Regions from separate parts of the Mus musculus genome. Here regions 2, 3 and 4 are each linked to region 1. Evidence: chromatin contacts called from public ChIA-PET and promoter capture Hi-C data. All regions are on one chromosome and are shown on one strand. Each heading gives the region's core, a stretch centred on a gene start, on an enhancer-like site or on the middle of the called end of the contact. The rest is flanking DNA. Distances are from core to core; before and after follow the strand shown.

Region 1 (6,716 bases), core at 2,057-4,556:
CAATGTCCAAAACTAAACAAAGCAACTTTTAGAAAATAGAAACTAGACATATGACTGTGAAGCACTTGCTAAGCAAGCATGAAGACTTTGAGTTTGGTCCCTAACATCCACAGAAGAACTCCAGGCTCAGTAGTGGCATATGCTTATCATCTTAGGAATGGGGAGGTGGAACAGGAGGAACTCTGGAGCTTGTTGACTAAAACCAGTCTAGCTAAATGGCAAGCTTTAGGATTGGTGAGAGACCCTGTCTAGAAGAACAAGGCAGAAGACTGAGAAAGGCACTCAGTTTAAATCTCTGGTCTCCAAGCAGGGGTACACATATGCATACATAAACATGTACACATATAAAATAAAAATCTCTGTAAAACATTAGGTATAATTATACACACACACACATATAGAACTATATATATGCATGTATATACACATATTTTTTTTTCAAGACAGGGTCTTACTATGTAGCTCTATCTGTCCTGGAACTCACTATGTAGATCAGCTGGCCTGGAATTCACAGATATTCACCTGCCTCTGCCTCCCATAAATTCTTAAATTTTAGGAAATTTTTCTTTACAGCTGTTAATAAAGTTTTACTACTGTTGGTTGTATATATACAAACAGTCAAAATTAAAACAACTCCCCTTTCACGGACATAGCCAAATAGGATCCTACTTTAAAAATGATTTTGCGAGACAAAGCCTTTTGTAGATAGGTAGGTTGGTTGGCTTGAAACTTGCAATCCTCCTGTTTCAGCAACCTAGGTGCTAGGATTAAGTAAACACAACTCTGTCATGTCCCAGGTTCAGATTCACATTATACTTCATACACTGCTCTGTACAATAGTAGGTCACAGAGCTTATGACTTTTTATTAATTGGTCATTACAATCGTTCAACATCCAAAAAGTGATGATCAACAAGTCAAAAATAAGCCGGGCATCAGAGGTCCACACCTTTAATCCCAGCATTAGGGAAGCAGAGGCAGGTGGATCTCTGTGAGTTTAAGGCCGGCCTGGTCTACAAAGTGAGTTCTAGGACAGCTATTGCTAGACAGCGGAAACCCTGTCTCAAACAAACAAGTCAAAAGTGTAACTTGCTTCATAAAATACTTGAACAAAAAACTAATACGGCAGTCTGGTTCTCATCTAATGACAATGAATTGAGACTATCAAAATCAGGAGAGACAAAGAACCCATTTTATAACCATTTGAAAATGCAAATGTGGGGCTGGAGAGAAGGCTCAGTGGTTAAGAGTACTGACTGCTCTTCTGAAGGTCCTGAGTTCAAATCCCAGCAACCACATGGTGGCTCATAACCACCCGTAATGAGATCTGGCGCCCTCTTCTGGTATGTTTGAAGACAGCTACAGTGTTCTTATGTGTAATAATAAATAAATCTTTAATAAATAAACAAATCTTAAAAAGAGAAAATGCAAATGTATTACACAATGTGTTTAGTAGATTCTTAAATTATAAAGATGCAATACTGAAACCATCACAATAAAATTTCAAAAATAATCACAGAATTAAATACAACATAATTTTCTACTATGTAAATAAAAGTTAACACTTGGAAGCCTTGCATCTGGCATTCTTAAGTCTATCCCAGGCCTTTTCAATCTAGGACACTGTAGATACTTTAATAGCCTAAATTTCAGACAATTCCAGAAATGATGTTCAAGAACACTAGAAGCAGAATGATTTCTTAATGGGCATTAGCACATGACTTAGTATCTTATGACCAGCTTGTTAAGGGACCAGCCCTGATTCTCCCTCTGGAAACTAACTGCTTGCTCTAAGCATTTCTTAAAGTTTAACAGGAAAGGACTGGGAAGTCATAAAGACTGAGTCTTCCCACAACAAAAACGTAAAATACAACACACTGTGAAATATTAACAAGATCACTTATTTCCAGCCCTATAAATTCTATCTAGGCTTAAAGGAAAGAAAGAAAGAAAGAAAGAAAGAAAGAAAGAAAGAAAGAAAGCTGAAACGGTGCTTTTAAAAGTACAGAGGCAAAACAAAACAAAAAATGTCTTTCCTTTCTGTACAAATACTGCATTACTAAATAACGCTCCTTTTCCTGAACTAAAGGTCGGTCTTCCTTCTGACACGTTCCAACTTACTATTAATATTTCTTATCCACAGCTTGCCAATTCAATAGCTCTTTTCTGAACTTGGACAAGGAGGGGGTAAGGTACAAAAGTGCCGCACACGCTTCCTACACCAAAGATCACTCACACCTCAAAGTTTACTATCTCAGATTTCAAGGCCAAACCCAGTCAACTGGTTTGCCTAAGTTACACCAATTAAGAGCCGAACAGCACCTGCCCCCATTCTGGTAGGGGCCTCCAAAATACAGTCTGAAAGGTCGATTTCACCGCCCTCCTGCCCAGCACTTCTTCAGACACCACGGGTTGCCCAACCCAGATTCCTACACCCCAGACAGCTGCGGCCTTGGGTTCCAAGTTACCAGATGCACCTTGCCTCCCGAACTAGATCACGGATTTAATACAAGCTTTCCAAGGTCCTCCGCCAAAGCTGACAGGATCCAGGAATTGGGGGGCTAGCGGTAAGGACAGTCCCAAGCACCTCCTATCCCATCCCTGGCCAGGCACTCATTCCAAGACGACCTTTCGGCCCCGCACCCCAGCACATTCCGCAGCCCCCGCCCCGGGACAGTCGGTGCCTCCAGTCCAGCCCCACCCCAGGTCCCGAGCGGCTCCCCCTCGCCTCGCGGCAGGTGAGTCCCGGCAGCGGATCCACGGTCCCCGCGGGGCAGCTCACCTTGCTGAGGACCCCGCAGCGCTCCACAGGCGGCCCGGACTCCGTCTCCGGATCCTCCTCCGAGCCCGACGAGTTCCAGCTCTGGTTATCCGACATGGAGACGCGACAGCCGAGCAGGAGACCGGCCCCCGCTCCGCGAGCTGCGCCAGTGCAGGCGCCTAGTCCCTGGGGTGAAGGGTCGGGGGATGGCACCGCCAAGAGAGCCCGCTCCGGGGAGTGAGGGAACAGGAAGAGGGACGAAGCGCGCCCGCCGCGCCGCCGCCGCCGCGCCTGACACCGAGCGGACCGGGGAAGGAGGACGAGCGGCGAAGAAAGCCTGCCCTTCCAGCCGTCAGCCGCCGTGGCCGTGACCCCTGCGCTGCGCCCGGCGCCGCCACCTGAACTCGGCCCCCTAGATGCCAACCTCAGTCAGGGAGGGAGGAGGGGAGGAAGACGGGAAGAGCCAAGCCAACGGCAGAGACCCAGATCCACTCACTCACACCTCCGCTACAGCCGCCATCTTCCTGCCGGGTCCACTATTTACCCTCCCTCCTCTCTCAGCTCCCTCCCCTCCGTCCTCCCATCCTCCCTCCACCCCGCCCCGGGCCCCTCCCGGCGGCTCGCGACGCTCCCTACCTCCGGCCCTCCCGGGTGACGACGGGTAGGGAAGGAGGCGGAGCCGGGAGAGGAGAAAGCTGAACAGGGAAGCCGCTGCGCTGCATTCTGGGAAGGCTGGCGCTCCGTCCGCCGCGCAGCCTCCTGGGAGTTGTAGTCGCAATCCTAGGCAACTGGTGTGTGTCCTGGGCGCGCCTAAAGGCTGGTTGCCTAGGGGAACCTTCTGAAGGCAAGTGGGCTTCTTTTGAGAGTTGCGTGCCCCTTTCCGTCCAGCCTGGCTTCCGATTCTGCCTTGCGTGTTTGTGACGAGCCAGCGAGCCGGGACGTGAGAACCCTCAGGTGAGGATGGTGGGCTGTGCGACGCTGCTTTCCGGAAAGCCCGGGAACATCTTTGCAACTTGCCTGGGCAAAAATGATAGGGACTCCGTCGCTTCACTCAGGTTAGGAGTTTATGATCTCTCCAGTCGCAAACTGAAGATTTGCTTCCTCTCTAAAACCGTCACTGTTAATTCCGAAGGACTACTGTCTATGTCTTCGGAAGTAGACTTAATATTTGACGTTTACTGCTGTTGGAGGAAGAATTCCTTCAGACTATTTTCTCACTGTTAATTTATAGAATTTTTATCTCGTGCAATTAATGTTGAGGTTGTCAGAGAACAAATAACGTTTAAAGAACTTCTTAAAAAGGAAATTAGGGTCATATTATATCCTGAAGTTTTCTCTTAGTTGTGAACAAGTATCTCCCCGGAGACCCATGTTAACCATCTTTTTCCTCCCCGGAAGACAGGATAACTTGGATAGAAACTTTCTATCATTAAGATCAAAATGCGAGTTTTACTAAATAATAAGGAATTAGGCAATAGGTAGCTATCAAATTCCTGATCATTTCCAACTTTGAAATTCCTTATTTAACTGCAGAAAGAATTTCTACCTGCTACCCAGATGGAAAAGTAAGAAATTTTGAGTGTTTGGGGGTAGGGTGGGGTGTTAAGGCACAATGACTAAGAAAAAACAAACAAACAAAACAAACAAAAACTCTGGGAGCAATCGAAGAGTCCTACACTCCACATGACAGGAAGTAGCCCTGAGAAGTTCTTGTGTAGAAGCATTCCTGGAGACTAAATGCAGTAGAATCTAAGTCTACTGTATGTCAGATACAAATGATTTTCCATCGTAAAATCATGACAAACATAACTGAAAGATATTCAAATGAATAAAACCTTAAGAGATAAAGATTTTAAGAATACCTTATCAGGGTGTTAAAACATAGCCCAAGGAGATATATGTACACACACACACACACACACACAGAGAGAGAGAGAGAGAGAGAGAGAGAAGAGGGCAAACCACTTTGTAAATTACAAGAGTATGCATTTAGATAGTTTGCTTTGCTTACTAAGTCAGATATGAATAGAATTTCTGATTCTTGTGCTAGGTTTTAGAATCACTGCTCTTAAAGAAAGTGGTTGTAAATATTGAGGAACTCACCTCACAATGCAATTTAGAATCACAGAAACAGTGTTATGTTTAATTTCTAAAAAGAACCTTCAATTTATTTGGTGACTCATTTAGGTTTTGAGTAATTGTGACCACCAACACCCAGCTCCTGCTTGCTCAGTTGAAAATTGCTTCCTTGTATTTAGTGTTAATGTTTGAGAAATTGCCTCCGTTGCATGGGTCCTTTGTACTAGAGGCTAAGATATTTTAAGTACAGGAAGATTTTTGTCTAGTGATTAGATTACCACATTAGAAATTATGGTTTGCATTATTACTGTTAGCAGAAAGCAGTGCCCTGCAGTAGCCATGCCGGAATGAAGGGTACAAGCTTTCTTTATTTCATAATAAAAATGGCCGCTGTCCAGCTGTCTGTCTTACATAGGGCCTTTTCTAATCCTTGTGCAGTGCTCCTCATTTTCATTAGCTTAATTTTTAGATCTTGTAAAATATGGGGTTTACTTTAGTGTGTAGAATGAAGTAAGAAATTAATTGTTGGTTTTTGGTTTTTTGCAACTGGGCATTTGGACCTGGCATTTTATTAAAGACTATTCTTTGTTTGTTTGTTTGTTTGTTTGTTTGTTTTGGGGGGTTGCTATTATTGTTTTAGTTGGTTGGTTGTTCAGTGATTTGGGGGTTTTTGGGTGTGTGTGGGGTTGGGGGGGGGGTTTGAGACAGGGTTTCTCTGTGTAGCCCTGGCTGTCCTGGAACTCACTTTGTAGACCAGGCTGTCCTCGAACTCAGAAATCCGTCTGCCTCTGCCTCCCGAGTGCTGGGATTTAAGGAGTGTGCCACCATGCCCGGCAAAAATACACTTTTTTTTTTCGGTTTGGTTTGGTTTGGTTTGGTTTGGTTTGGTTTGGTTTGGTTTTTAGAGACAGGATTTCTTCGTGTAGCCCTGGCTGTCCTGGAACTTGCTTTGTGGACCAGGCTGGCCTTGAACTCAGAGATCCACCTGTCTGTGCCTCTCAAGTGCTGTGCAATTAAAGGTGTGTATCATCAGCAACCATCCTGAACAGTCTATTCTTACTCTTACACAGATATGCCACCTTTATGACATATACAAACCCCGATGTATAGCCCTGCTACTGGGCTTCATTCTTTTCCTTTGATATATTTATAGCTATACCAATACTGTATTGATTTAATTGCTGTTTGCTTTTATATATTCAATGAAGAAATTGTCCTGGTCTTTTTTATTTTTCTAAAAATGTTTTAGATTTTCCAAAAGGATATGAAAGTAGCTAATTGAATTAGTTGAGAAATTGTGGGAAGATTTGGTGCTGGAAAGATGTTGCTCAAACACAAGGACCTGAGTTCCCATCCCTAATCCCCATGGACATGCCAGGCAGGGTGGTGCACGCCTGTAGTTCCAGACCTGTCTGGGTGGGACACGTGCATCCCTAGAGCTCACTAGCCTGCCAGCCCAGCTGAAATCATGCATTCCCAAGCTATGTGAGAGACCTTCCTTGTCCCTAAAAACAAGGTGGAAAGCAATTAAGGAAACTACTCAAAGTTGTCCTAGTCTCTACAGTCACACACACACACACACACACACACACACACACATGCATGTTCACACATACCTGTTAGTACATATACACATATCCATATGAAAATATTCAGTCATTAAAACACAGATACAGAAAATAAGTAAGTATAAAGATTTGAATTGTGACTGCACTTAATTGGTAAAGAAATCATATCCACACAGTATTATTTGTGTCAGCCAGATACCTTAAATATGTGATCTGACTTTTACCTTAAAAGTCATGTGAGTGGAGCATTGTTGGTCCTGTTATCCCATAAAGGATAATGAACTGAAGCACCGTGAGGCTGAGTAACTT
Region 2 (6,716 bases), core at 2,597-5,096, 920 kb after region 1:
TGAATACCATGTCTTACTCTAAATATTTGTGTGGGAGCTCTCAGAGCTCATCCTCGCCCAGGGGCGTTTTCAGTACATTGGTCCAGGATGGAGTCCAGAGATCCACATTCGTACATGCTAAAAGTTACAATTGCTTCTGAAGGTACTTTCAAATTCCTTTCTAAGTGGTCTCATAATTCATAATCAGGGGCTGGCGAGATGGCTCAGTGCTTGAGAGCACTTGCTGTTCTTCCAGAGGACCCGGGGTTCAGTACCCAGCACCCACGTGGCAGCTCACAAACCATCTGTGGACCTCAGTCGCAGAGTTAGCTAAATATCCTCTCTGGCCCCTGCAGACACTGCATGAACACAAGTGTATAGACACACGTGCAGGAAAAACAACCGTACACATAAGATTTTAAAAAGAGAGCTCTAAAGAATATCCAGGAATCTTAGAGACTGCTAAGGAGAGGAGATATCTCATTCTGTCCCTTCCCTTTGCTGGCTGTGCTGCTGCCACATTCTGAGAGACACTTGAGGAAATATGTGGAGAATGCAATGGCTTCAATGTTTCAAGAGCCTTCTTTCTTCAGGGTACACTTTGTTCTAATATAGCAGCTCCCCAAAGCATCCTCTTAACACTTCTCACCATTTCTACCATCAATGTGTATGTGTGTGCACGTGTGTGTGTGTGTGTGTGTGTGTGTGTGTGTGTGTGTATGTGTGATCATGCATGTTCACATAGGTGTGTGAGTGCATGTGAAGGCCACTGAACAACCTCAAGTGTCATTCCTCAGGGACCACCCACCTTTTTTTGAGATAGGATCACCTTCTAGCCTGGAGTTCGCTGAGTAGGCTAGGCGGTTTGGCCAGGGAGTCCCAGGGATCCGCATGTCTCTGCTTGCCTCCCTAGTGCTGGAATTACACTTACGTACCACCCTAGCTTTCATACACAGTGGTTCGGGGGACGTCACTCGGGTACTCTTGCTTGTAAGCTCTCTCTCCAGCTCGTCCAATGTTTTTAAAGGGTAGGTAGACCTACATATGTTTATTTGTGTAATTATTGAATAATGTACAGAATCCTAACATTAATCATGAAGACCGCAGACAAAGGCAGAAGGCCACTTCTTGTTTTCTCAAGTTTTGCTCTCTACAGTTTAATTCATCAGTAGCCAAATATTAAATGAAATTTTCCAAAAATACAAGTTTTAATGCCATTTTAGGGAGGATGCTGAAAACTGACTCCAGGGGCTGGATAGACAGCTCGGGGGTTAAGAGCACTTGTTGCTCTTCGCAGAGGGCCTTGTTCAGTTCCCAATACCCACACAGTGGTTCACAACCATTTATAATTCCAGTTCCAGGGAATCCAGTGCCCTCTTCTGAACTCTGTGGTCACTAGGCATGCACGTGGTACAAACACATGCAAGGCAAAACACATTTAAAAAGCTTTTAAAGTTTTTCAAACTTACTCCACTCTAACCCAGGGTTTTAGGAATGAATGATTTTATTCAGTGTATCCACACGATATACACTACACCCTTGTTAATAATCATTTCAGTATGACGGTGTCTGTCCCAGTATCTCAGCTTCTGTGACTAATAAGCAACATTATATTCAGCAATGAACCGGAAGCACAAAAGAGTGATGCACAGAGGGTATCCTGACATGTGAAAGAACAGATTAACTCTGATGCTAAGGAGCAATGCGGCACGAGTTACAGGTAGAAAGCCCCCTGCAGACAGGGTTTAGCATCTCTAGCTTTCAGGCTTCAGAGTCTAGAAACATCTCTGTGGATGAAAAAAAAAAAAAGGTCTATGCTTTGTATCTTTGAACTGTCAAAAAAACTTGTCATGTGTTTTATCACTTTTATTTAAAATTCCAGTGTCCTTTTTTTCAAACTTTTTTTTGGGGGGTGGCGTTGAGATAGGGTTTCTCTGTGTATCCCTGGCTGTCCTGGAACTCACTCTGTAGACCAGGCTGGCCTCGAACTCAGAAATCCTCCTGCCTCTGCCTCCCAGGTGCTGGGATTAAAGGCGTGTGCCACCACTGCCTGGCTCAAACATTTTTTTTTTAAAGATCTTATTTTATAGATGTGAGTACACTGTCACCACCTTTAGATACTCCAGAAGAGGGCATCTGATCCCATTACAGATGGTTGTGAGCCAACCATGTGGTTGCTGGGATTTGAACTCAGGACCCTTGGAAGGGCAGTCAGTGCCCTTAACCACTGAGCCATCTCGCCAGCCCTGATTCTAGTGTCTTTACAATCAACTGAAGCATCTCTTACAAGCGTATTCCTTGGGTTAATTGCAGCAATTTTCTTTTTCTTGCCTGTGGTCCATAAAAGCGATGAACCTAAAACCCCCACAGCATTTCAGAGAGGTGAGAAAACGATACCATGTTATTATTGTGTGCAGACATGTGCTAATTGTCCCCACTTACCCTAAAATATGCTTTCTCAAAAGATTCCAGTGGGAAGGATTTTACATGGCATTGTCTAGCTGGGTGATTGCACAACTGACAGAGCAACTTAGGAAGATTGTGAGGCAGCTCTGAGGGTAAGGGGAGGAGATGGCCTCTGATCTTGTTTTCTGCATTGATCCAAATGTTGGGATTCCGCATTTTCTTAATTAGTGATTGATGGGGAAAGGTCCAGCCCATTGTAGGTGGTACTATCCCTGGGCTAATGGTCCTGAGCTCTGTAAGAAAGCAGGCTGAGCAAGCGTGAACAGCAAGCCAGTAAGCGGCACCCCTCCATGGCCTCTGCTTCAGCTCCTGCCTCCAGGGTCCTGCCTTGTTTTGAGTTCCTGTCCTGACTTCCTTTACCGATGAACACTTATATGGAAATATAATCCAAATAAACCCTTTCCTCTCCAACCTGCCTTTTTGTCGTGGTGTTTCATGGCAGCAATAGAAACCCTAAGACAATCACAGCACTTCAGAGCGCTAAGCTGTGAGCTGGCTCTTTCAGAAACTGGGTAGAGGACCAGGATTAATTTCCGGGGTGTCTTCCTCACTAGACTCTTTCTAAACAAAATAAGCTGGGGCTCCCTCTCGCTAGGCCTCAGCCATGACCCCCCCCCTTCTTTTGATATCTAACGCTGAAATGTAGTCAAGCACAAACCATAAGGACCTGGGAAGGACCCTTTAAAATTCCTCAGTGCTACCCCTCCTCTTCCCACCCAACATCTTTCTGGTGAGAAAGCCCTGGGCGTTGGGGCCTGTGGCTGAGGCTCTGGCTTGGGTCACCAGGGGAGGCAGAGTTCGGTAAGCAAGAGCTTGGTGAATCAGCGCCTGGATACCTGGTCCACTTCCACTCGTGTGTGGAAGATCAAAGGCTCAACGTGATCCATCTAAGCTCGCAAAATAAAAGAATTTCGAGAAATGTCAAGCACTCTGTCCACATATCTGGGGACACCCTTGTCACTGCAGGGGGGCGGGGGGGACGGGGGGACGGGGGACGGGGGACGGGGACGGACGGACAGAAGTCAGTAGCCAACTTTTAGCTAAACTCCAAACTTGTGTGCAGCCAGACGCCGGGGAGGAGAAGAGACTTGGAGCACCACCACGGGACTGTCCCCGTCTAGCTTCGCTTCCCTTGCTCCACGTCCCAGGAGAGTCATTGAAGCGGCCGCAGGCGCTCTCCGAAGACCCCGAGGGGCTGAGTCACTCCCAGGCTTGCAGCTCAACCACACCGGGTGGGACAAGGGGAGACTGGGGAGGAGCGAGCATCTGGTGCGGTCTGCCGCTTGGGTTCCGGAGCGAGGGGCTGCGGGCACGAGCGGAGACTGCGGGCACGCGCACAGCCCGCGGAGCCCCGCCCCACGCCCCTGAACCGCCTCCAAATACTCACCCAGGGGCCGCGCAGTCGCCTCTAGTCACCCGCAGGCTCCGACCGAGCTACTCAGAAAGAAGTAGGCGACGGCGGGCGCCGGGCCGCGCGGGCAGCCTTGGGACAATGGGGCCCCGGCGCTTGCTGATCGTCGCCCTCGGCCTCAGCCTGTGCGGTCCCTTGCTGTCTTCCCGCGTCCCTATGAGCCAGCCAGGTAAGAGCTGCGGGTGGGTGAGCATGGGGGAAGCTATCAGAAGTTTTAGGTTGCGCCAGCTCCGTGAGGGGGTGCTCCTGGCTGCAACCCTGCCTCAGTTTCCCCCAGGAGCCAAACAGTCATTTGGGCCGAGATCTAGAGGTTCCCCTAGTCACATCCATGTGGGGCGCACCATATCCTCCCCACTCCCCGCACGGCCGATGCTCTTTTGGACTCGGTTTTGGAGGGTGCAGTCCGCGGGCCACCGGGTGTTGGATCCGGAGAGGGGCCCGAGGGTCCGCGGAACGGTCTCCACAGTCGCTTTAATTGTCATTGTGTGGCCTGTTTTACAAGACCACCTTCAGAAAGAAAGGGTCTTGTGATTCTGGGCTTTCGGTGTGCAGTGGAACCACTCTCCTCAAGTTTTTGCTTTGATGGAAACTCGTTTTCTCGTTTGATTTACAAGGAGGGAAAAGCGATGTGAAAGAAAAAATTCACAGTCACACAATAAAGACCGGACAGCCCCCAGCTTGGCCTGGTACCCAGGAGGTGATGAAGGTTTCTGGTTGCAGGGAGTGGAGTAGGTCTTTGTTATCGGAAACCTGTTTCTCTGCATGGAGAAAAGGGACCCCTCTTCAGAATCAGGCGCACCTAGAAATTATCTAGTCTTAGTTTTTTTCAATGGAATTTCTCATCTGCCGCAAGGACATTCGTTACTTACAGTGTATTTTTAAATATCTGCCAGTTTGACCAAATAAATTAGTTTGGTCGACTTATTTCGTCAAATATTTTCTCTTTTCTCCAAAGCAGAGGCGTAGCCTGTAAAGTTCCCAATTGTTTCGACTTTCTTAGTAGGGACACCTTTAGCCGTTCCTTTCACGCTGAAGAAAATCTAGTGGGTTTTCTTCAGTTTTTGTTATCTCTGAAAGAATGTGCACTTCGGTGCTCCCACATGTAAGGATTAGGAGGTGACAAAGAGTGGGGTGTTTCCTGTTGTCTGTCTTTCTTCAGTGTGAGCTTGAGTGGTGCTCATGGGAAAACTCAGAGCCCCACAGAGGGCCCCCACGCCGAGCAGCAGCTAACCAGCCTGCCTGTGTTTGGGTAGCCGACCTTAGACCTTAATCATCAGCAGCCGTGAGGGGGAGGACGATCCAAAGTGTACATGGAGGTGCGAGCTCACATAACTTTAGGTTACTTCCTCGCTTTTATTTTGGGACAGGCCTTTTAAAATATAGACTATGAGATGTGGCCAGCACAGATCATAGGTATGATAAGGAGACATTTATCCCCTTTCTCTGATTCTAAAAATAAGGCCCAGAGAGATTGAGTGGCCTGCCTTGAGGGGGGGGGGGAGTTATAGGAGTGGTCCCCCTACATTGGGTACAGACAATAAGTGAACTCACAAACTCAGCCAAAAACAAATCTGCTTCTCCTTACCGCTGCATAAAGAGAGAATGGCTGTGGGTAACTGTGGCCAAGTGCCTTGGGATTTCAGAGACGGCCATCCTTATCTCTAGGCCAAGCCCAGTCCCTTGGCAAGAAGCAAGAGGTCCCTGTACAAGACGGGCCCCAGCCTTGCTCTACTTCCCCTGACATATTCCTCACTTCACCCAGTCTCTAATCGCTCCTCAAGAATGTTGCCCGCTCTGGGTTCTTCTCCCATGTCACTCCAGACCAGCCGGCTTTTCTCAACTTCGCATGTCCTCTTAACCGTGAACCGTGAACCGCTACTCTGTAGGAACCTCCCGCCCTAGCTGCTCCTGCCTGGGTCTGTCATGTGAACTTGCTCTTTTTAAAGCCCAGGACTTGCTTCTTTTCCAAAAATCTTCCTCCCATTCACCTTCCTCCCCACCCCGGGCCTCTTCGGTTCCTGCTGCCCTGGTGAACTGGAGCTTAGCTGGGTTCTAAGCAAAAGGACCGCAAAATAATGGGGTTCACCAGAAACCTGGGTGTCTGATGTTGCTACTCTCTTCGTTTGGAGCTCACATCTCTTTTGTTCCTTAGTAACTCTCTTTTATTCAGTTTTTTACTTCCTCTTGCTAGAACTGACAGAATAAATGGCTTTCCCTATAAGCCAGGTGTTTTTCCAGGATTCACTGCTCCCCACGTCCTGCCTTGCTGTAGTTCTCTACTAAACCCAGTAGAGTTAACAAGTTCATGGCTGGAGGAGGGGTTATGTGCAAGCCTGTGTCAGTAAGTTCCAGTGCTAGTGTGCGAGCACACACACACACACACACATACTAGGATAACAGTCATACATGGGTGCTGCGATGGGAACTTAGTCCCTCGGGCTTTTGTTGTAACAAGTGTTCTCTCTGAGCCATCTCTCCAGTCCTGTTTGTTTTTTGAAACAAGATTTGCTGTGCAGCACAGGCTGGCGTTAAACTCAAATCCTCCTGCCTCAGCCTCTCAGGTTCTAGAGATACAAGTAGGCACTACGATGCCGGAGTTTTGAGGTAAAGGGTTTATCCCTGCATCCTTATATCCTGCAAATCCCCTGTAACCTTGTGTGTGTTATTGGCTTTCAAAGGTAACTTTGCCGTCTTAAACTCATCTATGAGTTGCACATGGCAACAAGCAATTCTGTACAGCTTTAGGAAAAGACACTATAGAATATATATTTAAAGTTTGTGACAAGTTGCAAATTGGATTTTAGAGTATTACAGAAACATGGTTTCTGTTTTGTTTTGTTTCTGTCTGTCTGTCTGTTTT
Region 3 (6,716 bases), core at 2,784-5,283, 850 kb after region 1:
GGTGATCCGGCACGTGACCTCGCCAAATACCCAGTTGTTGCCATTGAGATGGTAGGCGATCTTAAATGGCAGTGTGACACAGAAAAGGAGATCTGCGATGGCCAGGTTGGTGTGAAAGATGACCAGACTGATGGATTTGGTCCTTAAGGAGAGTTTCCACAGGGTCACGATGTTGGCTGGTACACCAACCACAAACAGCAGGATGTAGATGGCAGGTATCACTTGGGTACTTAAGGAACTTCTCAGGTATCCTATGGTAGCATTATTCACGTGGAGAGTTGAAATACTGTCCTCGGGACACTCCGCTTTTATAGTTGTGGTGGCTCCTGTCCAGCCCTCTATGTCAGAAAGTGGGAATTCTTCAAAGGTATTTTGGGGACCCCCATTAAAACTCTTAATAGTTAAGGTTGGCTTTGCTGAGTTGTCTGAAACATTTATGCCTGTAATTGAAAGGAAATATTAGCATATGGTTTGTTATCAAGTCCCACCTGTGGTTTAGATAAAAAAATAAAATGAAATGTTTGACGCTATGTGATTTCTATAGTTATAGAACTTGGGGTCATATTTTAAAAATCAGTATAGATGATGCAACCCACAGGCATGTATGTATAGTATGTATATGTAATATGTATATATAGTATGTGTCATATGCTCCAGTACTGTGCTTCTCTGTGGGGACGACTAGATGACAGGTCTCTGAGTGTCAGGCGTTTATAATAGTGCTAGGTCAGTGGCCCTTTGGCAAGCCTCTATCTCTTAAAATTATTTACATTATGATTCATAACAGTAGCAAAATTACAGTTAGGTAGCAACGAAAGTAATGCTATGGTTGGGGGTGGGGGGGGTCATCACAGCATGAGGAATTGAATTAAAGGGTCGCAGAATCAGGAAAGTTGAGAACCACTTTGCTAGGTGAAACAAAACCACACACTGGAACATAAAGGAAAATGTTTTATTGTCTATCAGCTACGTATGGGAAAGGCCAGTCAGTAGATTCTGAAAATGTTGGTTGCATACCTCCATGGCAGTGCTGTGAACGTGCTAACCTCCACTGCTATCTACCAGTAACTCTTAGACCAGGGCAGAAGGTGCGTGGGCATGCACTGTCTTCTGCTAATTTGGTATATCTAAGAGATGAATTTTAGAAAGTAGGTCACCCAATTAACTCCCAAAGGGCCTCTAAACTGTCCTCGGAAGCCACCATCTTTTCATACATTCTGGCACATACATGCCACCCGTCTCCTCGCCACCACATGTTGGTAATTAAACTGCTTTACCACTGAGCCACACTGCCCCCTCCCCCTTGTGCACAGAATTTGCAAAGGGATGGCTACCAGGGTAGATAGAATAACATTTCACTCGACCCAAGGTTCCATGTGCCGGCTCCTAGAACCCATGATGTGTTATCCCATGGGGAAAGGGGTTATTTAGTTAGGAATCAGGAGATGGGAGCAGAATCCTAGATTGGCCATGTGGTCAAAATGGAATGACTGGATGTGGCATTCCCAAAAGCCAAGAGCAATTGTGAAGTGTGACTTTCTTAGTCTTCACAGTGGCTGTAGTTTAACTTGGGGAGTAGAGAGAGGGCCGATAGAGAAATATGGGAAGAAGCCAAACAAGATGGGCTTAAGGGAAATGCCAGGTTTAAGACAACGAGAAAAGAAACAAAAGATGAACTCACTGTGATAACCTGAGGCATTAAAATGATTTTGTTTTGTTGGTTTTTTAAGATAGGGTTTCTCTGTGTAATTTCCCTAGCTGTACTAGAGCTCATCCTATAGAACAGGATGGCCTTGAACTCATAGAGATCCGCCTGCTTCTGCCTCCCTAGTGCTAGGATTGAAGGCATGCACCACCACCACCACCCAGCAAAATGAATTTTTTAAATGAAAGAAACATATCAGCTATGTGTTTTAGATGCTTGGCACAGCTCAGCCAGTTCCCGTTAATCAATTCTTCAAATGCCAATAGAAGCCTTTTACATTCCCATTCGAAAAGCTAGTGCCCTCCCACTGAGGTCTGGACACAAAACTCCTGCATCCCCCATTTTAACTCTTCCAGGGTGATGTTCAGTAGACTGACCCATGTTCTCTTTCTGATTTTTATCTCTGGCCCTTGCTCTCCCAGACTTGGGAGTTTGCATAGGCTGAATTCAATGTAGCGGGCAGAATCGGTGTTGTCCGAACAACTGGTAAGTGAAGGTGACGCTGTGTCCTCCAGGGAAAGACTACTTTGGAAGGTAGCATTCCATGTGCCTGAGTTTAGATGCGAGCATTATTGGAATGTCCTGTTACGTCTGAGCTCAGCCACTTAAATCCTTCTGCACGTGCACATTTGGGTAAAGCCAAGTCTGATATCACTCAAAACAACACCTGTAAAGGAAGCTGGCAGAACCATGTATACAAATTTCTTCCCTCCAAGGTCTGATGAGAAAGCTGATGAAACCAAGCACTAGTCAGCTTTCAGGAGAGTCCTGTGCTTGGGCAAGATACGTGTCTACAAACACACAGAAAGGAGACTGCTCCCCGAATATTTCAGATCGGGCACCCCCTAGATCTTCTATTCGTTAGAAACTGTCTTTCCTTCAGAATCGTGCTCCTTGTTCAATGTTATTTATAAAACGACACGCAACTGACTAGGATTTTTTTTTTTGGTTTCCATTTGGTGCAGTGTTTCTGAAATGCTCCCCGCCTGGGAGAAGGCTTCAGAGAGTCTAATCCAAAGAGAATGGCCCTCAGCCACACACACCCCACCTCACATCTCTCCAAGGCAGACTTCGAACCCACTGTCCCACCTCTCCTTAAGTCTCACTTCTCAGTCTCCCAAGCAGGCTAGCATCAGGAAGGAACTCCCTCTCATAACTCATTTCCTTGCAACCATGGCTCAGCTTTGTGGCTTCTCCTCTCAGAGAAACCATAAACCTAGCCAACCCGTGCTTGTACCGCCCCTGCCATGGGTCCCCTTAAGCAGGGAACTCAATTTAAGGATCGTTCCTTTTGCAGACGGCTGCCTTTTGTTTAAGTTGGTTTCTTCCCAGTTCCTCCTCCTAATTGATTGCCCTGTGGCCTGACAGAGTCCTGCATACAATCCTGTCTCAAAGTAGTTCATTTCAGAACAATGAGGAAGTTATATAAGCTACCACAATAGAAGACATGTTCAAAGTGAAATAATTATATTTGGGAAAGCTTATTTCTAAAATTATACATAACCAAATTATGCCTAAACATCGTATACAGACATATCCGTATAGACATATATACACACAGACATATATACATATATATGTGAGGGACAGAGAGAACTCCTTGGTTCTGAAACATTAAGAAAAGACGGTATTTCACCTTGGAAACACGTCACATCCCTGATTAATGTCACTGGCTGCTGAAACCAAATTACTTTTCCTGGCAGTATTTTTTTTCCCACCGGTGCCTCAACAGAAATTATAATATTTAGAAATTTGAAAAGATTTTTTTAATGCCTTGAAAAAGTGCAATCTTTTCTACATCTGAACATTGTACACATACAAACACTTCTCACGCCAAAAAAAAAGTGGTTTTTGACTTAATCATAAAGTCTTGACTCTGTCACAAATGTAGAGACACTACTAGTAGAGAAGAACGCTTGGTCTTTGACAAGGTTTGACTTGGGAACAAGCTTGAATATTTCCACGCTATATTACCCCAGGCTAAAACCAGATCAAATTGTGTCTTTGGGTTCACAGTTTCTAGGAGTTAACAAGAAAATTAGGGCATTTGACTCTGACAGCAGAAACCATCCACTCACCACTCTCTCACCCCCATGCTAGACCACAAGAAGGGGACTTACCACTTTGGCAAACAGTGACTGGCAGAAACAGCAGCCCAGCTGCAACCAAGATAAGGATTTTCATCTTGATGTCCTGAGACCCGGTTACAGGATGTTGTTAAGTATACAAAGTCACAGCGTAGATTCCCCTCAGCTCCATGTATGAGCAGCAAGTGGAAAGCTGAGAACTCTGCCAGCCTGGACTGTGTGGGCAGGGACTCGTCCTTGCCTCTACAGAGAAAGGATGTGGCCACTTGATGTTTCTGTCTGTGTGCATGACTCAGGCTGAGCCTCTCTGGAGGAGTTGCCATATCCCTTTTATCTCTTCCTCACCCCCTCCATTATTTCATTTAGAACCAGTGCTGTAGTTCTCCCAGGGGCTTGGAATAATGGCAGAGACTGCAGAGTCCCTTGCAAAACAAAGCTGAGAACAGGTGCTGGGAAGCAATTAGCTTTGAATCAATTCCACTGCCCCGGTTCTATTCCCTATGCCAAAACCCTAGCTCCAGAGTTACGCCTTCTATTTAACACAAGAACAGTCAGACATTACACTCCTGTGTAACAGTCAGACATTCACTCCGCCATGGTCAGAACGGCCTCTTCTTACCGTAAATGGGAACAAACACAGAGTTCCATGGTGTGTAGAGCGTGAGAGGCTTTGGAGCGCACAGGCCTACATGCAATGTCTTCATCAAGCCCCTCCCCTCAAGGCTCAGGGATCTATGCGGAAGAGAAGGCAAAAAGATTGTTAAGAGCCAAAAGGGATCGATAGCTCCATGGAAACAGTGTCTTCCGGATAAATCAGGACTGGTGCACATATGAACTCACAGAGAAGGCAGCATGCACAAGGCCTGCACAGGTTCAAGCCAAGGAGGGTCCCAGAGCTGAGAGGGGAAGGGGACTGGGGCTCCCACCACTAACCCAGAAAGTTCTGCAGTTGATACCCACTGGCAAAGGAAAGAGTGGTTTCCTCCAATGGAATCTCCTGGATGCCCTAGGCACATGTCAAGGTAGGCCCTACACCCAGGAGTGGTTGGCTAACACAAAGAAAATTCAGTGGGATTTTTGCAGACTTTTCATCTCCTACTGCTTTGTTTGTTTGTTTGTTTGTTTGTTTGTTTGTTTTTTCTTTTTTTTCTGCCTTAATGGTCTTTTTGTTTGTATATTTGGGTTTCCATTTTGTTATGCTTTTGTGGGCTTTGGTGTATGCATTTCTTGTTTCTGTTTTTATTATTTGTTTAAATATAGACAGAAAGGGTATGGCGTTAGGGAGGTAGGAAGGATCTGGAAGTTGAGGAGAGGGAAAAGCGATCAAAATATAACATGAAATTTCTTTTTCAAAAATCAAAATGAAATTGTGCTTTATTTCAAATTTTAGTTCCTAAACTGATCACATAGTTATAAACTGAATTAATCATGAGAAGCGAATACACCCTCCCTCCTCCATCTTTTATTTTGTTATTTTGTTCTTTGAGACAGAGTTTCATATAGTCTGGCTTGCCTTGAACTCAGGATGCAGTTGAGCTCCTGGGCCACCTCCTGCTGCCTCTGGGCTGCTGGGATCTGTGGAGCTGGACACTAAACCCAGGGCTTCTAGGACTCTATCAACAGAGTTACATCCTCAGGCCTGGCAAATATTTAAGAAGTTCAAATTGTATCAGAGGGATTAGATTGTTTCTAAATTTCACCTGAGGGTGATAGTACTTATTTATGACCCCAGCGCTTGACAGACGGGCCGTAGCAAGAGGACTGTAATGAGTTGAAAGCGGGCCTTGGCCATGTTGTGAGTTCTAGCCCAGCCTCAGGAACACAGTGAAAGTTTGTCTCAGAGGGAGAAAGAAGACAATTCTCTACCTGCCTTCCAATGCCCTGACAGCCCTTAGTGCCTGTCAGGAACTTAGTTTTATTGTGTCTGGGAAGAAGGTTCATTTGCCATTGATCAATGTGTCCTATGATAACTCTATAGGATAAGATAACAGGATAGATGCAAACCCCCCCCCAAAAAAAACTATTTGAACTGAACTAAATTAAAATCATAATAAAATATCGAAGAACAAGACCTTGCTTTATTCCATGAACTTTTTGTTTTGTTTTGTTTTGTTTTGTGACCTGGTTTCTTGGAACTCTATCTATAGACCAGGCTGGCCTTGAACTGAGATCCACCTGCCTCTGCCTCCTGAGTGCTAGGATTAAAGGTGTGCACCACCATAGCCAGCCTGTTATTCCATGAATCTTGATGAATGAACAGATTTATAATAAGCATTTTAAGATGATAGATAGATAGATAGATAGATAGATAGATAGATAGATAGATAGATAGATAGATAGATGGATGGATAGGCAGATAGATAGATAGATAGATAGATAGATAGATAGATAGATAGATAGATAGATAGATAGATAGATAGATAGATAGGCAGATAGGCAGATAGGCAGATAGGCAGATAGGCAGATAGATAGATAGATAGATAGATAGATAGATAGATAGATAGATAGATAGATAGATAGATAGATAGATAGATAGATAGATGATAGATAGAGATATCTTAACTATCATAAAGTACCGTTCGTTAGTGTTACGTGTTAGTTTCACACCTGAGACAGTTGGCTGAGGTGCCTATTTAACAGACCAGAGTGGACACTGACTACCAGGGTCTCCCAGCATCCCTCAGTCCCTACCTGTTACAGGTCCCTCCTAGCTGGCCTTCTACCCTGCCTTCTACCCTAAACTTTTCCAGTCCAGGGGGCTGGGCAGCTCATCCCTTAAAAAAATCCAACTATTTTGGTTACATACTCTCTTTATACCATTAGGCCTCCTGGCTGCTTCACCTGGTTCCCCTCTCTCCCCTTTCCCCACCCCTCTCCCTCTCCCTACATGGTACAGCTCAGTATGGCTGTATATACTCTGGCTT
Region 4 (6,716 bases), core at 3,117-5,616, 530 kb after region 1:
AGCACTTTGTACATATAGTCAAAGGCAGTTGCCCCCAGTTGACTCATTTAATCAAACTTGTGCTGTGAGCTGAGTTTTGCCCTGTGAGTCACTGTGCTTAGGAATGGGGTGCCCACCCTGGGATTGTTATGAGAAATGGAGCTTGGAGTGAAAGAACTCCATTCTAGCATGTCGAAAAGATGGCGGATCTTACAGGAGCAATTCCCTAGCTTAGCAGAATCATAAGGAACCCTGGCACTACCCATCATGCAACTGGGGTTTTGTCATGGCTAAACCATTGAATGTGGTCTCAAACTCCTAGGTGGATTTCTCACTTCCACCTTGTCTTCTAGCCTGTGCTTTACATTTGAGTTTTGGTGCATCATATCTGTGGTCTTTGCTCTATGTAGTATGCAGGGCATTCTTGGGTACTCTGTTGTATCAGAGGGCATGTCCCTTCTCCAGCCAGATAGCATGCCCTCGGGCATTGTCAGAGGAAACACTTCTCATGTGCCCATGATTTAAATGGCACTGAGATGTCCTGAAAGAGGCTCAGGTGACCAGACAGGCTGTCTATGAATTACAGCAAAGGAAATGCAAAGCAGGGAGGTTCTGTAAAGTCTAAGGGATATCACCTTAGACTGTCACCCATGTCCCCTGTCACCCATGGTGGGAAAGCCAGTCTCAAGAGAACAACAAAAAAAGTGAAAGGGTTATGAAGAGACTGGGGGATCAGCGATTAAGGGTTTTTTTTCTTTCTAAAGTATGTGGAGGACGTTTCTGTAGTGTACACATTCAAGAAAAAATCTGATGATACTTAATTTTTATTAGATATTTTCTTTATATACATTTCAAATGCTATCCCCAAAGTTCCCTATACCCTCCCTCTGCCCTGCTCCCCTACCCACCCACTCCCGCTTCTTGGCCCTGGCATTCCCCTGATCTGGTGTATATATAATGTTTGCAATACCAAGGGGCCTCTCTTCCCAGTGATGGCCAACTAGGCCATCTTCTGCTACATATGCAGCTAGAGATACGAGCTCTGGAGGAACTGGTTAGCTCATATTGTTGTTCCACCTATAGGGTTGCAGACCCCTTCAGCTCCTTGAGTGCTTTCTCTAGCTCCTCCATTGGGGGCCCTGTGTTCCATCTTATAGATGGCTGTGAGCATCCACTTCTGTATTTGCCAGGCACTGGCATAGCCTCATATGAAACAGCTATAACAGGGTTCCTTCATCAAAATCTATTTGGCATATGCAATAGTGTCTGGATCCCCGGGTGGGGTAGTCTCTGGATAGTCCATCCTTTCATCTTAGCTCCAAACTTTGTCTCTATAACTCCTTTCATTGGAATTTTGTTCCCTATTCTAAGGAAGAATGAAGTATCTACTCATTGGTCTTCCCTCTTCTTGATTATCTTGTGTTTTGCAAATTGTATCTTGGGTGTTCTATGTTCCTGGGCTAATATCCACTTATCAGTGAGTGCATATCTAATGACTTCTTTTGTGATTGGGTTACCTCACTATGGATGATATCCTCCAGATACATCCATTTGTCCAAGAATTTCATAAATCCATTATTTTTAATAGCTAAGTAGTACTCCATAGTGTAAATGTACCACATTTTCTGTATCCATTCTTCTATTGAGGGAAATCTGGGTTCTTTCCAGCTTCTGGCTATTATAAATAAGGCTGCTATGAACATAGTGGAGCATGTGTTCTTATTACCAGTTGGCACTTCTTCTGGCTATATGCCCAGGAGAGGTATTGCTGAATCTTCTGGTAGTATTATGTCCAATTTTCTGGGGAACCTTCAGACTGACTTAAATCAATGGCCTTTCTCTACACAAATGATAAATGGACTGAGAAAGAAATTAGGGAAACAACACCTTTCACAATAGTCACAAATAATATAAAATACCTTGGTGTGACTCTAACTAAGGAAGTGAAAGATCTGTATAAGAACTTCAAGTCTCTGAAGAAAGAAATTGAAGAAGATCTCAGAAGATGGAAAGATCTCCCAATGCTCATGGATTGGCAGGATTAATATAGTGAAAATGGCTATCCTGCCGAAAGCAATCTACAGATTCAATGCAATCCCCATCAAAATCCCAACTCAATTCTTCACTGAGATAGAAAGGGCAATTTGCAAATTCATCTGGAAAAATAAAAAACCTAGGATAGCAAAAACGCCTCTCAACAATAAAAGAACCTCTGGTGGAACCACCATGCCTGACCTTAAGCTGTACTACAGAGCAACTGTGATAAAAACTACATGGCACTGGTACAGTGACAGACAGGTAGATCAATGGAATAGAATTGAAGACCCAGAAATGAACCCACACACCTATTGTCACCTGATGATACTTATAACAATATAGACATGTACATTCCACCCCTCAAGTATGCCCAGAGATATGCATATACAGAACCGTAAGGGCCATAAAAGGATATAGTCATAGTGTTTGTGGAAGAAATAATTGGCAACCCCAGTTCCCATCACTAGGGCAATGGGTAATGTAAAAGGTATGGAATCCGCATGTCTGTTAAGAACAGATGTGGAGTGGGGTCTAAAAGCATAAAACTGAGTAGCCTGGAAGGAATAAGAAAAAGAGCAAAGCGTCTAGAGCATGTTGCTATTGTTAAGAAAAGACACATGGCCCACTTTAGAAGGTGTTCCTCAAATTCTGATCTATGATTTAAAACACCTCATCTGCAGGGAGGGTGGTGGGGAGGATGGAGTGGATGCTGGTACAAAATGATGAGCCTTCTTTACACAGTGCCGTGCAAAAGGTGTGGTGGAAGATGCCGCCCTCTGTCCCTAAGGTTAAAAAGAAAACCAGCATCAAGGGTTCTTGCTGCATGTACATCACCCAAGCATAAGATGCATAAATGACAGAAATACAGAAGCAGAGTGAGACCCTGACTGAGACCGCACGGCCTGTCCTCGTCTACATTCCTGCACCCGTCGGGTCTCCAAGCCTTGGTGTCTGACGCTCACTCGCTGGAAAACATTTGCCATCTCCTTACCATAGCATTCTGTGGCCCAATGGTAAATTCTTCATAAAAGTTGGGGAGTGGATTAAGAGCCCTCTGATTTTTTTTTTTTTTTTTTTGGCCAGGTGTAGGAATCTGTAGTTAATTAGCAGCTCTGAACACTGGATAGTCGTTTCCAAGGTCCCCAAACAGCTGCATCTGATCAGCTGTGCAGTAGGTCCCTAAAGCTCACCCCCACCTCATCTGAGTAAAACTGTACCACTTGACACATACCTGGGATAAGTGTTTTGTTAAGGAGCTTGATTTAATCAGCCCACAATGCGAACACCCTGTATATCAAAACATCATGTTGTGGACCGGCACTGTAGCCCAGTGAGGGAACCCATGCATCAGAACCCATGCATCAGATGTATCAGGAATTGGATTTCATCCCCTGAACGAAGAAGACACAGCCATGCCACCACCATAGCCTGACACAGAGAGAGAGAAAGAGAGAGAGAGAGAGATCACCATGCCCACTAAATATCTTATATAACATTGTCCATTTTTAAAAGATGCCAATTTTTTTCTTTTTTTATGCTTAGTCATTATTTATTGGATATTTTCTTTATTTACATTTCAAATGTTATCCGTTTTCCCGATTCCCACCCCCCAGAAACCCCCTATCCCATCCCCCCCTCCTCGTACTTCTATGAGGGTGTGCCCCCACCCACCCACCCACTCCCACCTCCTCGCCCTCACATTCCCCTACACTGAGGCATCAAGCCTACTGCAGCTGTGGCTTCCTCTGATCTTAGGAAGTGTGGATTTTGTTTTGTTTTGTTTTGTTTTGTTTAAATCTTTTCATGCCACAACAATGTAGCTGCATTAACTCGGGGCACAGAATCAAGCTCTGTTATAGGGGGTCTCAGTATATGTAATTCTTTTAAATAAATTCTTATTTCTTTAGAGTAGAGTGCACTGTTATAATCCAGGGTGCATATGGGCATATTGGTTGGATTTTTTATAACTATGAAGTATTATTCAATAGATATTTAAGTGTCATGGAGCCTATAATTTAGAAGTACCCCTGCTTTGCATCTAACACTGCCTAGCCACAGCAATGTAATATTTGTCCTTTCTGCTTGTATAAAATTAAGCGTATGTATCAAACATTCACACTGAATAATGCAGCCATTATTACTCTGTGTGTTTCTGAGGAAAATCATGACTCACATGGACACCTCCACATAACCTGCCACTCATCAAAGCCAGCTCAATGCATTTAAGGCTTGCTGCAGTGGTTTTATACAAAAGATCTAGAAAACCTGCAGAGGAAAGGGGTTAGTCAGAGCCTTGAGCTTGCTCAGAGTCTGGAGGACGTCTTGTGCCTTTCCTACTGTGACTCACAAACAGAGCACTTCACGGAGGGGATGTTCCTCCCATCTGCTGTCCTGCCCTGTGGTAGAGTCCAGATCAGCAGATCTCACCCTGACTCCGGCTTCCTCTGATTGGTCGCCCTCTGCATCACTGCCATTGCCCTGAGAAACACGTGTCCTTGCCGCCTAAGAGCGTCATAAATCATGGTTTCCTCTTAAGGGATAGCTATTGATTTGGTCATTTGTGTCCCTTTTTCCCCTCTGGCTCACACTTTAGTGGGAAACCGTGGCTTCCTTTATGCAGTATGTTATAGCCAATCAGAAGGGCGGTCTGTGCTTCCCTGGTGTACAAAGAGAGGTGGCTATGGGTGAGGGATCTCACATGAGGATCTTATCCTGCAGAGAGTGTAATCAACAGATAAAAGCTTGAGCGGCTGCACATGCTAGCCAGACCTCATCAGAATTAGTCACTGCCTTTCCTGAGGCAGGGACAGCCAATCAGTACAGACGGAAAAACCAACACAGTCAAAGACAGTGTATTTGTGTTCCACTGTGTACTTAAAGCCAGTGAACACTCAGGTTTTGCTATAGTTACTGATTCAGCCTTTGAGGCCAAAATTATGCTATGAGGTTCATGTCCCGCCCCCAAAATGCTTATTTATATCCTTTCTGTAGCAATGACTCCTCTAACCCTCCTTACTATTTAGTTCACACACATGAACATGCACACACAGCACACACACACACAAACACGCACACACATGCATGTACATTTTTTAAGTAAAAAGGATATACTATTATAATATTTTAATTAACCCACTAATCATCTAAAATATAACCACTTAAACAGAATTTAACATGAAAAATTAGATATTTACATATTTTTTCTGCCAGTAAATCTTCAAATCTGGCAAGTTTACTAAACTTGTCTCAGTTTGCAATCAAATTTCCAGTTCCCAGTTCCCAGTTCCCAGTTGAAAGTGTAGATTCGGAGTCTCACTACCTGCATGGCAGTCTGGGATAGCTCTCCACTGCTCTCTGCATTGATTATTTGTTTTAGGGACACCAGGCCCTACATGTATGCGCTTCTTTTGGTGGAAGACAATCTCTGCAAGTGTTCCAACCATTCCCAATATTTTCTAAATATAAATTCATCAAAACTAACCAACCTTCTCATTCAGTACTGTAGTCCCACTGGCCACATTTTAAGTGCTTGGTAGCCATGGGCAGCTAGGGGCTGACATATTGGACAGCATAGATCTATCAGTCAAGATGCTTAAACACTTGGTAACAAACACACTCATGAAAAGATGGTACAAGAGGAGAGCCGAGCCCTGAGCCTTTGCCTACATCCTCTCCTGGATGGGAGCCCATCTCATTCGTGAGGTTTGTTGTTGGCTTTTCCCATAGATTTCCCAGTTGGGTCAGCTCCCCTCAACGATAAGCTGTTGGGGCACTCTGTCCTGCTCCTGTTTTTTGTTTTGTTTTGTTTTGTTTTTTTAGGTTGTTGCGCTATGTTCTCATTTTCCTCCTGTATCACTATTTCCAGTTCGCACTGGTTTTTTAAATGCCACGTGGCTATGAAATTGTCATTGGTGACCTCCAGCGCTGAGTCCTCAATAAGTATGTGTTAACTAATGGAATACATGGCCAGCTTTATGTGAAGAAGGCTAACGTGGTTGGAACAGAGAAATGATGTGTAAAAGGAAACCAGGATTCAATAACAGGGACAAAGACCCAAGCTCCGTTTGCGCAAATTGTCCTATCAAATGTTCCATGAGCGTCAAAGCTAAGAAGAACCTATTAGGTTTAACCAGGGGCTGCTTTGACAGCAGCTCTCAGAGACACTCAGGCACACCTTAGAAGCCTCGAGTCTTCTCATAAATTCATGCATTCTTTAGAATACTGCTTCCCAAGTGCTAGGCATTATAAATGTGAATAGACTGAGTTTGAAGGCCTGGCTTGTTTATTTGGCTATGATCCTGTTACTGCGGGTCCCCTAAAGGACGGCTGCTATGTAATTGAAATGATGCACAATATGGAGCTGGCTTGGGGCTGCGTGTGATTTATGGGCATTCGATCTAAAGATATTTAAAGGACGAAGTTATCGGAGCCAAGAAGAAGGGGAGATGTGATTAATCATGTAAGACAGTTTGTAAATGGCCCGCTGAAGCACTGCTGTAAACACTAAAACCAGGACGCTCATTTGAACGGTGTAGGCAGGCAAGGGTGTGTGTGTGTGTGTGTGTGTGTGTGTGTGTGCAGGTGAGTGAACAGGGTAGACCAAGAGATGCCATGTACACACAGGGCTGAAAAGGATGCTTTCCCAGCGGGTAGAGATGATGGTGGCTGTGGGATCCTGAGGGATATATGCATCTTTTACA

Evidence for each region. Promoter capture Hi-C pulls out the DNA fragments that hold promoters and counts their contacts. ChIA-PET counts read pairs in DNA pulled down with a chosen protein or histone mark.
Region 2: an RNA polymerase II ChIA-PET map of memory CD8 T cells shows a contact between it and region 1, with 22 read pairs. The contact joins the promoter of F2r here to the promoter of Cert1 in region 1. A contact is called at or near these places in 3 of 39 promoter capture datasets (hippocampal neurons, liver and pre-B cells), 1 of 484 Hi-C or Micro-C datasets (embryonic stem cells) and 5 of 115 datasets of contacts at active chromatin or transcription factors (astrocytes, embryonic stem cells, memory CD8 T cells and 1 more).
Region 3: a contact with region 1 is called in a promoter capture Hi-C map of neutrophils, with 3 times the contacts expected there. The contact joins the promoter of F2rl2 here to the promoter of Cert1 in region 1. A contact is called at or near these places in 4 of 39 promoter capture datasets (hippocampal neurons, liver, neutrophils and 1 more) and 1 of 115 datasets of contacts at active chromatin or transcription factors (memory CD8 T cells).
Region 4: a contact with region 1 is called in a promoter capture Hi-C map of hippocampal neurons, with 3 times the contacts expected there. The contact joins the enhancer-like site here to the promoter of Cert1 in region 1. A contact is called at or near these places in 2 of 39 promoter capture datasets (cranial neural crest and hippocampal neurons), 2 of 484 Hi-C or Micro-C datasets (Th2 cells and nephron progenitors), 12 of 115 datasets of contacts at active chromatin or transcription factors (acute myeloid leukemia, bone marrow-derived macrophages, differentiating embryonic stem cells and 5 more) and 1 of 9 other capture datasets (embryonic stem cells).

What each region holds. Positions count from the first base shown.
Region 1 is chr13:96,539,325-96,546,040 of GRCm38.p6, reverse strand. Cert1 (ceramide transporter 1) reads right to left here and starts at 3,306. Exons shown (of 18, transcript NM_023420.2): 1 at 2,782-3,306. The coding sequence starts at 2,877. Polk (polymerase (DNA directed), kappa) reads left to right here and starts at 3,462. Exons shown (of 15, transcript NM_012048.3): 1 at 3,462-3,714.
Region 2 is chr13:95,615,596-95,622,311 of GRCm38.p6, reverse strand. It overlaps F2r (coagulation factor II (thrombin) receptor), which reads left to right and starts at 3,846. Exons shown (of 2, transcript NM_010169.4): 1 at 3,846-4,025. The coding sequence starts at 3,938.
Region 3 is chr13:95,694,237-95,700,952 of GRCm38.p6, reverse strand. F2rl2 (coagulation factor II (thrombin) receptor-like 2) reads right to left here and starts at 4,033. Exons shown (of 2, transcript NM_010170.4): 1 at 3,826-4,033; 2 at 1-440. The coding sequence starts at 3,889. All of the region lies in intron 13 of Iqgap2 (IQ motif containing GTPase activating protein 2), which reads left to right.
Region 4 is chr13:96,009,036-96,015,751 of GRCm38.p6, reverse strand. The region is part of intron 4 of Sv2c (synaptic vesicle glycoprotein 2c); the gene reads left to right. Among named protein-coding and RNA genes, the nearest start is that of Gm24032, 120 kb to the right of the region's middle. Within about 2 kb of position 4,366, at least 75 of the 459 cell types and tissues checked have an H3K27ac peak or open chromatin away from gene starts, as enhancers often do. A contact at or near this core is called in Th2 cells, bone marrow-derived macrophages, hippocampal neurons and 1 more, where this site is marked.